Linked DNA regions of Mus musculus: all the other regions are linked to region 3. A link is a contact called in public Hi-C and HiChIP or PLAC-seq data. All regions are on one chromosome and are shown on one strand. Each heading gives the region's core, a stretch centred on a gene start, on an enhancer-like site or on the middle of the called end of the contact. The rest is flanking DNA. Distances are from core to core; before and after follow the strand shown. Region 1 overlaps Mir100hg (Mir100 Mirlet7a-2 Mir125b-1 cluster host gene). Region 2 holds the start of Scn3b (sodium channel, voltage-gated, type III, beta). Region 3 holds the start of Hspa8 (heat shock protein 8). Region 4 holds the start of Zfp202 (zinc finger protein 202).

The links. Hi-C and Micro-C count contacts between places; a contact is called where the count stands out from the background. HiChIP or PLAC-seq counts read pairs in DNA pulled down with a chosen protein or histone mark.
Region 1: a contact with region 3 is called in a Hi-C map of muscle stem cells, with 5 times the contacts expected there. The contact joins the enhancer-like site here to the promoter of Hspa8 in region 3. A contact is called at or near these places in 1 of 39 promoter capture datasets (hippocampal neurons), 1 of 484 Hi-C or Micro-C datasets (muscle stem cells), 1 of 115 datasets of contacts at active chromatin or transcription factors (bone marrow-derived macrophages) and 1 of 9 other capture datasets (pancreatic islet).
Region 2: an H3K27ac HiChIP or PLAC-seq map of embryonic stem cells shows a contact between it and region 3, with 6 read pairs. The contact joins the promoter of Scn3b here to the promoter of Hspa8 in region 3. A contact is called at or near these places in 1 of 39 promoter capture datasets (hippocampal neurons), 2 of 484 Hi-C or Micro-C datasets (cerebral cortex and embryonic stem cells) and 2 of 115 datasets of contacts at active chromatin or transcription factors (bone marrow-derived macrophages and embryonic stem cells).
Region 4: a contact with region 3 is called in a Hi-C map of rod photoreceptor, with 6 times the contacts expected there. The contact joins the promoter of Zfp202 here to the promoter of Hspa8 in region 3. A contact is called at or near these places in 1 of 484 Hi-C or Micro-C datasets (rod photoreceptor) and 1 of 115 datasets of contacts at active chromatin or transcription factors (bone marrow-derived macrophages).

The regions. Positions count from the first base shown.
Region 1 is chr9:41,478,701-41,481,661 of GRCm38.p6, reverse strand. All of the region lies in intron 3 of Mir100hg (Mir100 Mirlet7a-2 Mir125b-1 cluster host gene), which reads right to left. Among named protein-coding and RNA genes, the nearest start is that of Mir100, 51 kb to the left of the region's middle. Within about 2 kb of position 1,376, at least 83 of the 459 cell types and tissues checked have an H3K27ac peak or open chromatin away from gene starts, as enhancers often do. A contact at or near this core is called in bone marrow-derived macrophages and muscle stem cells, where this site is marked.
Region 2 is chr9:40,267,935-40,270,830 of GRCm38.p6, reverse strand. Scn3b (sodium channel, voltage-gated, type III, beta) reads right to left here and starts at 1,615. Exons shown (of 7, transcript NM_001083917.1): 1 at 1,229-1,615; 2 at 784-863. The coding sequence starts at 838.
Region 3 is chr9:40,799,665-40,802,594 of GRCm38.p6, reverse strand. It overlaps Hspa8 (heat shock protein 8), which reads right to left and starts at 1,319. Exons shown (of 9, transcript NM_031165.5): 1 at 1,247-1,319; 2 at 468-677; 3 at 1-177. The coding sequence starts at 672.
Region 4 is chr9:40,190,899-40,193,747 of GRCm38.p6, reverse strand. Zfp202 (zinc finger protein 202) reads right to left here and starts at 1,432. Exons shown (of 7, transcript NM_030713.2): 1 at 1,311-1,432.

The sequences.
Region 1 (2,961 bases), core at 127-2,626, 680 kb before region 3:
ATCAAGGGCTAGACAGGTGGTACAAAGCTTACTTAGTGTGCATATATCTAGGGTTTGACACCCAGTGCCACACATACAAAAAATATGCACACAAACACACACATTCATATGCATGCCTATGCATGCATATACACGGGTATGCACATGATATCCCTCTTGCATCTGTCATTCACTCAAGTTATAGAAAGGCAGGGAAATTGGCCCAAAATATGTCAGGCTTATGAATAAACTTGGTTGGCCAGTAAGCTGGCTCAGTGGGTAAGACATCTGCTGTCAAACCTGATGGTGTGTGTTCGATCCCTAGGACTCATAGTGGAGAGTGAGGACCAACTCCTCAAGTTGTCCTCTGGTTTTCACAGGTATGCCATGGCATATGCACATACCCCCTACAAACACGGAGTGCCAAGGAGTAAAAAGAGGCTCTCTTATCATATTGGGTATCCCATACCTGATGCTTCTTTCTCCACTCCCTGAATGGAAACTCCCTGAGATGAGTCTGTTTAGTTGGTTCTTACAGTATTTATTGAGTCCTGTAGAGAGAATATCTTGTGTATTGTATGAATGCATCATCGGTCAAGGAAAAAGCCTATGGCCTATTGCTTAGGCAGAAAATATAAGAAGAGACATCTGGGAGAAGAAAAAATTCTAGGAGAGATTCACTAGGAAGATATGTCAAGACAGACACGTGGTACCTGAGCACAGGTAACCAGCCATGTGGCAGAACGTAGGCTAGACAAAATGGAATATTTTAAGCAATATCTAGTCAGAGAATAGCCTAGCTATATGGCAAATATATTTGTAAGTATATTTTGGATCTGAGTCTTATTTTTGGGGACACAGGACTAGGAGGGAGAACCGGGGCTTAACTTCAACAGAGTCCTCTAGTTAGAATGGACATTCAACCAAAATATGAATCTTCATTCCTAGAACCACGTTCAGGCCATAGAAACCACTAGATTTTGACTTGCTGGGCTGTCAAATAAAGAATGGTCTTTGTTAAGACTCGGTCTCATAGCCCTTCTATAACTATAGCTGCTGCATCCCCCCCCCCCACTCTAGCCCATTAGTGTAGCTTAGAGTTCTCTGGAATGCTTGTGGGACGCGCTCTTTGCGGTCATCATTAGGTCCACTTTCCTAACTAAACTTGGAAGTGTTTTATGATAGGAACTATGTTTCACAACATCACAATTTCTGTGTGAAAAGAGTAAGAATTCAATAAATGCCTCCTGCCCGATAATTGAGAGAATGGGGAGGAATGTTTCTCTTGTAATTACGAATGTTACAGATTTATGACTGAACCTCATATCTCAGACTCTGCCTGGACTTCCAAGTCTTCCATAGACCAAACTGGAGAAGCCGTGAGTCACTCTGCTTGGAGGGGAGGGGCGTGTGTTTGTGCAGGATATGTTTCCCAACCTCGATGAATCATGTGTATAATCGCCCAAACTGCATCCTGTCTGGGGAAGTAACCAAAACCCCTATTTCTGGCCCAATGGCTTTTTGGTTTATGAGTAAATGCCACTGGCATGCCATTAAATAAATGCCCTCAGAAAGCCCTCAGCTAGTGCCATACCTACAATAGTCAGGCTTGTGACAGATCAGTCATGCCTTGAGAACACGAGGTGAAGACCCATCTTTCTCAGCTTGTCTCTCTCTGGCACACTGCTGCCAAGTTCTGACTGAATGTTGTGATGCTCCTTCCCAAACTATAGGTCAAGTCATTCCCTTGCCCACCATCAATGAGCCCAGCATCTACAGAGAAGTTCTGAATTTTGTGTGTGCTGCACACACGTACATGTGCAAGCCTGTGCATATATTTGTGTGGGAGTAGAGGCCAACATCGGGTGCCCTTCCTGATTGATCTCTCCTTGGTTTTTTTGTTTGTTTTGTTTTGTTTTGTTTTGTTTTGTTTTGTTTTGTTTTGTTTTGACGGGGTCTTTCATTGAAGTTGGAGCTCACCAAGTCAGCTAGACTGACTAGCCAGTGAGCCTCAGAGATTCTCCAGTCTCCACCTTCCAAGGACGGGAGTTACAGGCACACACTGCTGCACTCAGAATTATTTTACAGAGGTGCTGAGGATTGGTCCCAGTTTGTCATACATACACAGCAAGAATTTTATCATCTGAGCTATCTGCCTAGTGTGACATCTCACTTTCTTTTAATTCTTAAAAATGTTTATATGTGTAAATGTTTGCCTGTTTGTATGTATGTGTTCCATGTGCATGCCTGGTACCCAAAGAGACCAGAAGAAGGCATTGGATCCTCTAGAATTGACCTTATAGATGGTTATGGGTCACTATGTGGGTACTGAGAACTGAACTCTGGTTCTCTGCAATAGAGAAAGTGCTCCTAACCACTGAGCCTTCGCCCCAGCCCCAAGACGTAACTTTTAAACCTATTGTCCAAGTTCCTCTAGAATCCGAACCCAGGCTATTTCACTCACTTTACTTCCTCTTCCCTCAATACCACAAGCTCCCATTTAACACAGCCAACAGATGCCTTTTCTGAATATACACAAAGCCTCACCTTCACTCTGTGATTTCGTTCCCTCTATCCTTCTTATAACTGCCGTCTCCTCCAATGTCTGAGGGTCAGAAATCTGTATTTCCTCAGACCTCACCCAATAGTGATTTCTCTACCCTGTCCACTGTGCTTGTCTCACAGGGGAAATTAACTTCTCCTTGGAGGACGCTGAGGCTTCTAATGTATATTATAGACACGTGTACACAATTGGCTCTCGGATAAACCCTTGCTTGGAGAAGCGAGTCTCGGTCAGTGCAATAATCTTACAACTAGCATCATTAGGTAAACTCAAAACAGTCAATATAAAGTCTGGAAGATGGAAAATCAAATTTACCGTCCTCAGGGAAGGCTCAGTGTTTCTTATTCTCAACATTCTCTCTTTATCCTTCACCCCCTTTCATGAAGATGTAAGATTAAGGAAGACTCTGGACTCTGAAC
Region 2 (2,896 bases), core at 366-2,865, 530 kb after region 3:
TGAGCTATGCTTGAAGCTGTTTAGCCCAGCATTATTGTCACAAGTCCCTTATTTGGAGGGGCAATGTCATCTGAGTCTCTTACAACTGACAACCAAGAAAAAAACAAAAAACAAAAAAAACAAAGATCCAGAAACAAACCCAAGAACAACAAAACCAGCTTACCAAATATCAAAGCCCTTCAGTTCCTGCAAACTAAATGCATTTCTCATCTGTCTATCAGTGCACAGCAGCAAATGGCTGGAACTGCTATCCCATCCATTCTTAGTTAAAATTTAACAGATGGACAAGCTATAGTTTCTCTCTCTCAAAATTCATGCATCCAGGTTTTGTGCTTTTTTTTAAACCATAGAGAGAAATGAGTGTGCCCCCCCCCCCCACACACACATACACCAAATCATTGAGATTTTCAGGACTGACTGACTCTTCACTGAGCGATGCAAATGTAAAAAATGCAAGCAAGATTTTGAAATAATAAACGGATACATTCCTTTTCAGCAAAGGGGGAAGGGAGGAGAAAAAATAAAAATTAGGAAAGACGGGAATCAGAGAAGCATTAAAGATGGTTAGGAGGGAAAAAAAAATCAAGGCACAGGGAGCAGGGAGGTGCCTTTGCAAACCTCCAAACCCAGGTCTCTGGGAGCGCGTGTGGATCTCCATGTCTGGCAAAAATGCACAGAGAGAAACCAGAGCTCCTTTTTGTCACCATCGACATCACTTAAGTGTTGTTATTGTTAGCACGATGCGTGGTATTAGCACATTGCAAGGCAGGGTGCTGTACTTACCCCAGTAGATGAGCACTAGAGAAGCTAGGGGAAGCAATCTGTTGAAGGCAGGCATCTTTTCTCGTAAGTGGTTTCTGGAACTGAACAGAGAGGATCTCTGTCAAGGACTGAGCCCTCTGATTCTTTCGAGGAAACCTTCAGGGATTAACTGCCCCTAAGGGAGCGGACCTTCTGAGTGGGAGGAGGAAGAAAAAGGTCAAGTCCCCTTCCTAGGGGGTCTGCGGGATCTGGAGCCCAGTGTAGGTGTCAGCTGAAGCCACCTCGCTAAAGCGAGCCTCGGGGCTTGGCTCAGCACCACGGACAGTAGCCTTCCCGCCCACCCCACTCTTGGAATTCCAACCCTCTCCTCTGCTTGCGTTTGCAACCAAAGCAAAGTGGACTGGGAAGGGAGTCTCGCAGCCGGCGCGGGGATGCTGGCCTGTGGAAGGAGTCAGTGTTGATTCACCTCTCGCCTCCCCTAGGGACAGCGACTTCGATCCACCGAGACTCAGAATCTCGGGCTTCTACGGCGGGGCAGGCTTCTCCAGCTGGGCGTGTCCCCACTCCAGCCGTCGTCTGGGCTACAGAATGTGTTCCACTTCAGTCTTGTACACAGCAGCCCCGGGCTCCCATGAGGTCCACCAGGCGTGGAAAGAGGCGGGAGCTTCGGTGGGACTGGCGATCTCAGAGGTGGAGGCTGGGTAGAGGGGGGGACCCCCTTCCGCGGGGCGCGTCTCTGGATCCTGCGAAGCCCCGATGCTGGGCGATTGGGTGATCAAGCCGCCCCTCTCCAGGGCCACCCCCTAGCTGAATGTGTTGCTAGCCTTGACATGCGCAGGCAGCTCTCTGCCGCTTTGGTCGCTATGGACCCTCCCCCTTGGACACATATTCCCCACCCCTAAACCCACGTGCCCCTCCCAGGGCTGGCGCGTTGAGAAGAGGGGGAGGAGCGCAAACACCCTCCGACCGCGGTGGCTTCTTGTCTGGCTAGCTGGCTGTCACCTCGGTTTTCTACTGTCTGGGTTTCTCTCTGAGTTATGGACACACACATAGCTTCCACCTATTTACCCACCCCCTCCAGGCAACCCCACTCCTGCTGCCTCCCAAATACACTTGCCCACAGCTCTGGGGAATGGAGGGACACATCTCTTTGAAGCAATGATGTCATCTATAATAGTTACAGTACCAGCTAGCTCCTGGCTGGCTTCTCTTCGCCCTCTACTTTATCCCCCCCCCCCTTCTTGCCTCCCCAGCCTTTGAATTGCCTTGATTAATGGGTTCCCACACAAGGGACACAGCAAGGCAATTTCTGCTTGTAGCAAATAGGGTAGGGTGTGGCACACCTGTCCCTACCTCAGTGCTCAGTCTAGTTCCAAATGCGAGCTTCGGATAAGCTTTAGGGTAGGGATAAGGAAGGATGATTTCTCGTTTCCCAAGTTATCTGAGGTGCCCCACCTTCCCCAACCATTTGTAGGCAGATAGACGATGTGATGTTGAGACGGTTTCCAACTCTTAGACGCTCCGAGTCCTAGCAGCTGCTGAGCATCCCCGCCCTATTTCTGGAAGGGAAACCTGAACCTTTACACTCAGTTATAAACTCGAATTGACTTAACGGATTAGGCATGCCTGGAATCGAAGGGAAGGCTTAATGGTGAAAGACTGGTACAAAAGTCTGGCTCCTGCCCAGGCCCTTTTCTCCTGTTCTCTAGCCAAAAAGGGGTGGGGGTCGGGGGGGGGGGCATAACAGTGATATTCCTAAAGGGAATGCGGAGTAACAGCTGACGGTAAATGAACTATACACAGGAAATGCTCCCTGCTAAATGTCACATACACAGTCACAGAAGGTCCTCAGTCAGGTTTCTTCCCGGGCCGAGAGCCACGGGGTCGTAAAACGCCATCTTGTGTTGAGGATCAGCCTTTGAGGTTCTCAAAATCTGCAACATCTTTCACAACTCAGGAATCAGTGAGGCGCTTTCCTGACGAGTGTGCTGGAACTCTCTTGTGTGACAGCTGGCTCTTCACAGCTTAACCGCCCCCCGCCCCCCCCTTCTGACGCGTAAGGAAGTTCTTTGTACTCATTTGACTTCTATACCCATTCCTCCCCAAGCTGCATTAATCGTTCTTGATACATTTT
Region 3 (2,930 bases), core at 70-2,569:
TCATCTTTGTCAGAACCATGGAGGACACTTCCTCTGGGTAGAAACTTTTTGTCTCCCCTTTGTATTCCACTTGGACCTTGGGCCTGCCTGCATCATTCACCACCATGAAGGGCCAGTGCTTCATATCAGACTGAACAACAGCATCATCAAACCTACGCCCGATCAGACGTTTGGCATCTGTAAAATATTAAACATACCTCATCACACTCCTTAGTGCCTATCACTGCAAAAAAAAAAAAAACCAAAAAAACAGAAAACAAAAACCTGCAGCACCCATCTAGATGGACGTAATCTCTAGTGCAGGAAGCCAAGGCCCATATTTAAAATCTTGTGGCCTTATATTGTCATATTTAAACAGTTGCAATCTCAGGCTGCAGTTATTAAGGCAGATCTGTTTCTACATTCCAAATGCCCTGCCCCCCAGCCCTTTTACTCATGCTAGTGGCACAAAGATGCTGGCGACTTACCAAAAACTGTGTTGGTGGGGTTCATTGCAACCTGATTCTTGGCCGCATCCCCAATTAATCTCTCTGTGTCCGTGAAAGCAACATAGCTTGGCGTGGTGCGGTTACCCTGGTCATTGGCAATAATTTCCACCTTTCCATGCTGGAAGACACCCACACAGGAGTAGGTGGTGCCGAGATCAATGCCAACTGCAGGTCCCTTAGACATGGTTGCTATTAGAAAAAAAAAGGAGGGGGGCTAAGCACTCGCTTTCCGGCTTTTATCCAGTCCGCAGTGGGTCTGGACTTGGTGACCCAGACCTATCACCTGAAGCCACGCGGCAGGCTCGTGGCAGCAGTGCTGCAGTATAGGTGGTCTGTGCCAAGCCTGGCACAGCCCGCCCAAGGCTCAAGGAACCATCTGTCCTAAAGGTCTGCGACAATGGTGGAGCACGTGGCCACCTCCGAGCGCCCCCCGAACCCCCCCCACCCGGACCGCGCACCGCGGGAGCCAGGATCCCCCTTTCCCACCTCGGGGGGCCCTGCCCTGTGGGCGCCGGGCAGAAGCCTTATATTTGAAGTCACAGACAGGATAAAAAGACCAGGGCGCCTGTGGCTCCCCTCCCCCGCCACGCGGAGCCACAAGGCCATGGCGGCGCCGCCCTGACTCAGCCCATCCTCCGGATCTGCTGCAGTCTCTGTCCCTGGTGGTGACGGCCTGAGCTGCAGCCGCCGCCTAAGAGACTCCCCGGGACTCCTGCACCACCCCGGACCCCCGCAAACCCCCGAGTCCCATGCCTCACCTTGTGTGTAGGCCCAGCTGCGCTGACGACGAGACCACACAAATGCCAGGCAGCTGCCTCCGCGTTCAATGAGACCGGTTTCCGCCCGCTTCCCTCTCTCTTATACCCTGTCTTAGAACCTTCCAGAAGGGTGCCGCCCCATCCCGCTGCCGATCATAGCTTCTTAGCCAATGGACGACCAGCCCTTGCCGACTGCACTAATGAAGAGCCAGAACGCTCGCCTAGGTCCCGCCTTCTCCCCGCCCCGCCTCGCGATGACGCACGACCGCGGCGTTCTGGAACTTTCACGCTCGCCCCCGCTCTGGGAACGGCCCGGGGGGAGCGGAGAAGGCGGGGCGCCGGGAGCCCGCGCGCGGGAGTCCTCTGTCACTCAGAGCTGCTGGGGGAGGGGAGAGGGTCGCCGGCGAGTGCGCGTGCGCGACCCGGCAGCGCAGGCGGGAGGGGGCGGAAGGATGCCCTGGGAGGAAGGCGGGTACCTCCGCGACGGACCAATGAGAGCAGCGTTCGGCCGGATCCCTACCTCTTGGGACCCCGGGCTGCCTGAGAGAAGAGCCTGAGGGAGGGGGAGTCCGGGAAGAGAAGACGGAAGTGGGGCGAGGACAAAATGGCTGCGAAGGTTGTTGCGCCCCTCCCCCACACGACCCTCGGTCCTTCTCCCTGAGCCCGGCGGTTTCCCGGCCTCGGGCTTGGTCCACCCCAGCCTGAGACTAAGGAGCACTGCTAGGCTTCTTGTTTCGTGCTGCCAGCTTGTGGGAGGCTAAGCCGCCGCGCTATCTCGCTGGCTTTCCCCACCCCTCACCCCCCACAAAATGGGACACCTCGATTCCCCCCCCCCCCAGTGCGGAGGCTCGATCTGCCTGGCTCGCCACATGTCCCCAGGATCGTTTGTGATCCTCTATCAAAGAAATGGCCCAGTCCTCTCTGCTTACCCCTGAGCCGAACGCCCCTCCCCACCTCCGCTGTCCCACAGGGGACAGCGTGACCTCTGTCCCCTCTCTGCTCCACCAGACTCATCAGTTAATGGAATAAATGTACGAAAGATAAATGTTTTTTGTCCCTTTGTGGGTGAGCTAGGCACTGGCATTCCTGGTTTCCGGCAGCCCCGTGTCCTTGATAGAGTGATCGCGACCTTTTTATTTTCAGTAACATGAGGTAATGTCTCTCCTGACTTGACTTTTACCAAAAATTAAACGCCCGGCCGCGCTGAGTCCTTGAAAACGTGACTGAGCCAATGGCCGGAGCGAGTGCTTAGACTCTGAAACCGCAGTGCCTGGAGGCTGGGCGTTCCGGGCCTCGTCACACCCGGCTCTCTAGCACTTTCCACGCGTCCTTTCAAATAGGCAGGGAGTGCAGCTCTTTATTAGTTAGATAGGTTGTCTTTTTATTTTTTAAAGAATACTGTTGTGGCGTTTAAATTGGAAGGTCTCCAGACCACGTGAGGAAGGCTAGCGGAAGACCGGGGACTCTTTGTCCTTGTCAAAAGCTAGTAATCACTAAGACAGTCATAAATAAATTTTTTCTTTGGTATTTGCATCTCGGGAGGAATGTTGGCTTGGAGTTCATGGGAGGATGTACAAGGATGTAACTCTGTTGCAGTTCAAGAAGATCGTTTTAATACAATGCTTTTTGCTAACCTAAAGTGTACATAACATGTAAAGTGCTCTCTATAAATATCAAAACACTT
Region 4 (2,849 bases), core at 183-2,682, 610 kb after region 3:
TGTGTTGAGTGGTATAGTCACCACACCTGTATATTCTGAAACGACAGGAGTCCCTCAATAGTGATGTAGGTCTTGCAGTGGCCTTGGAATGACTGTCTCCTGCAATTATACAGGTAGAATGCAAAGGGTGTGTACATAGGAGACAGGAGGAAAGGTCAGCAGCTGTCTTAGAAGAAAAATGTACTGCCTTCCTCCTAACCCTTTTATGTTAGGCAGCAATAGCAGAAAGTGACTCAAGATATTTGATGGCCTCCAAATATCCCACTGTCACTTGCTTCTCCTAGCAAGCTTCTCACAGCCATCCTGACACTTCATTGAAACTGTTTTCTGGATTAAGGTCCATGGGGCTGCTTCAAAGAAAAAGCTGCACAGAGAGATGCCTTGTGACTTCGTTGCCCCAAGCTTTCCCTACTGCCTTTCACCTGTAGACTATGGACAGAATAACCTGACAGCAAAACCCTAGATGTGGCACTCCTAACCACGACCAAGACGATAAGCTGGACCTAGAGATCTCCCTTTGGGGAGTTCTGCACAGAGAAAAGACAGCGCTATCCATGTGTAGAATACGAGACAGCCACAGCCCAGGGGAAAGTGTGTGAGAGGACCAGGTCGGCCATGGAATAAAAAACTAGCAAACTTTCAGTCCACTATGGAAAGTCCCGCAGATGGTGAGATGAGCTGGAGAAGAGGTCCCCGAGCTGGTTGTCAGGGGTAGGAAGAAAGAAGTTCAGACAGTGCAGACAGTAGCCTCTAGCTCTACAGGGAAGTTCTGAGCCTGTCACTAAGCCAGGTGAGAGCCACACGCTAGACGGCCAAGGACTGGCAAGGATCACAGGTGATAAGATCGCATGTGAAGGGGGCGGGGTTCGCTGGGAAGGAGGGAAGGCAAAACCTGCAGGGAGGGCTCTGGAGCAATGTGCGATGCAGAGTGAAAAGTCTGAAGAGAGGGGAAGGTGGGCGTCAAGGGGCCTAGGCTACACCCCACTGGCTTCTAGCGCACCGGAGCGGTTGGTATGGACGCAATCCGAGGGGCACAGTGCATGTCCGCAGGCCCCCAGAGGGGGCGGAAGGAGGTGGCTGGGCAGAGAAGCCTGGAGTGCCACCCTTGTCTCCGGACGTCCCGGCTCTGGCCGCGAGGAGGTGACATGGTTACAACGCCCAGGCCGCGGGGACCCCGCCGCCACCCCTTCCCTGGCAGGCGCTGTCCCCCGGCGCCGGGGGGGCGGGGTCTGCTGCCCCTCCCAATGCTCCTGCCCTTCCCTCCCCGCCCGCTGCGGTGCCCGCTCGCCGGCCAGGTCCCCGACACTCACGTCTCCCGCGGCTCCGGCGGCTCCTCCCCTGCCCGGTGCTCCCCCACCCACTCCCGGCCGAAAGAGCCGAGCGGGATCCGAGTCGCGCGGGGCCCAGCGGGTCGGAACACGTGGGTCCTCTGCGCCCGGAACCGGAAGCGACCACTCGCCCCACCTCCAAGGGGTGCTGGAGCCTGTCTAGGCTGTAGGAGGTTTGGTCCACTCGTTGTGTTCCTGTTGGTCGAAGCCTGGGGCTTCTCCAGTGAGACCCATGCCGGGAAGCATTCCCTGGACTGCTGCCCTCTATGGCCAGTCCCCTTTGCGGCAAACCCATCACCTTCCTAGGCGTGGTATTCATTGTCCACTTCCTACAGGGTTTTGTTTTCATCTTTCATGTTGGTTTTGGTATCTACATCTCCACAAGAGAATCCCCTCCTTCCCACGCAGTTTTCTTTTCCTTCAAGCATGGAAGAATAAAAAAAGAAAGGTTTAGATTTGAATGCTGGCTCCTTCATGCACAGCTGTTGCCGGGCCGCCAGAACATCTGCCTGTCAACTCTGTCCGTCTTGAAAAAACACAAACTGTTGGTCTTAGAACTAAAAACTGGAAGGTAGACTGAAGCTCAGTAAGGAAATGGTGGTGTTGTCTATTAACCTTTGTGTGCTATTTTGGTGCCTCTTTGCCACTGTCTTCCCTGATCTAAGTTGTTCATTTTTGTCTTTGTCCCTAACACTTCTATAGTCCATCTTGCCCTGAATGTCACATGGTGACATGTGCAAGTCTTCTCCTTTCAGCCATTTCTTGAAAACCGTTTCCGTTCATGGGACAAACTGCTCGAGACTGCTTAGCATACTTTGAACTGGACATGTTAATTGCTTTTGCTAGAGAGGCAGCTGTGTTCTGCAGAGGGTGTTACAACACCCTTGATCAAAGCTTTGTTGAAGCCCCAACTGGAAGACTGTTCTTCGGTCAAAGGAGTGGATGGAGTCTACCTCTAGCCTGGCTGAAGACCGAGCAATCGTGAGATTTAATCCAGTTGTGCCCAGCCAATCACCTGACCACCCCACCAGAATGCAAGTTCACTTAATACCGTGGTAAAAGACATGGGAGTTGGTGACGGTATCCCTTTAATGAGATAGATAATGTACTTTTTCAGAAACCTGATTCTGTTCAGTTCAGGCAGTCAGTGCCAGAATGGGCAGGTCTGTCTGCCCTTCTGAGTCCTGACTAAGGTATACTTTTCCCCTCCTCCTCCTCTTCCTCTTCCTGTTCCTCTTCCCCCTCCTCCTCCCCTTCGTTTTTTTTTTTTTTTTTTTTTTTTTTTTTTTTTTTTTAAATCTTTATCTGAGGACACTGGACAGAGCCAAAGTATGCTTTTTCTGTTACTTGGAGCCTTTCTATTATTTTCTGAAGTATCCCTCCCTCTGCTGCACTATGTGACTGCTTACAATGACAGGTTTGTTTTCTTCCTCTTGTCCATTTTCTTTTTCTAGGCAGGGGCTGAAACTGAAATTTAGTTTGCCTGCTCTGTTTTTTTTTTGTTTTTTGTTTTTTGTTTTT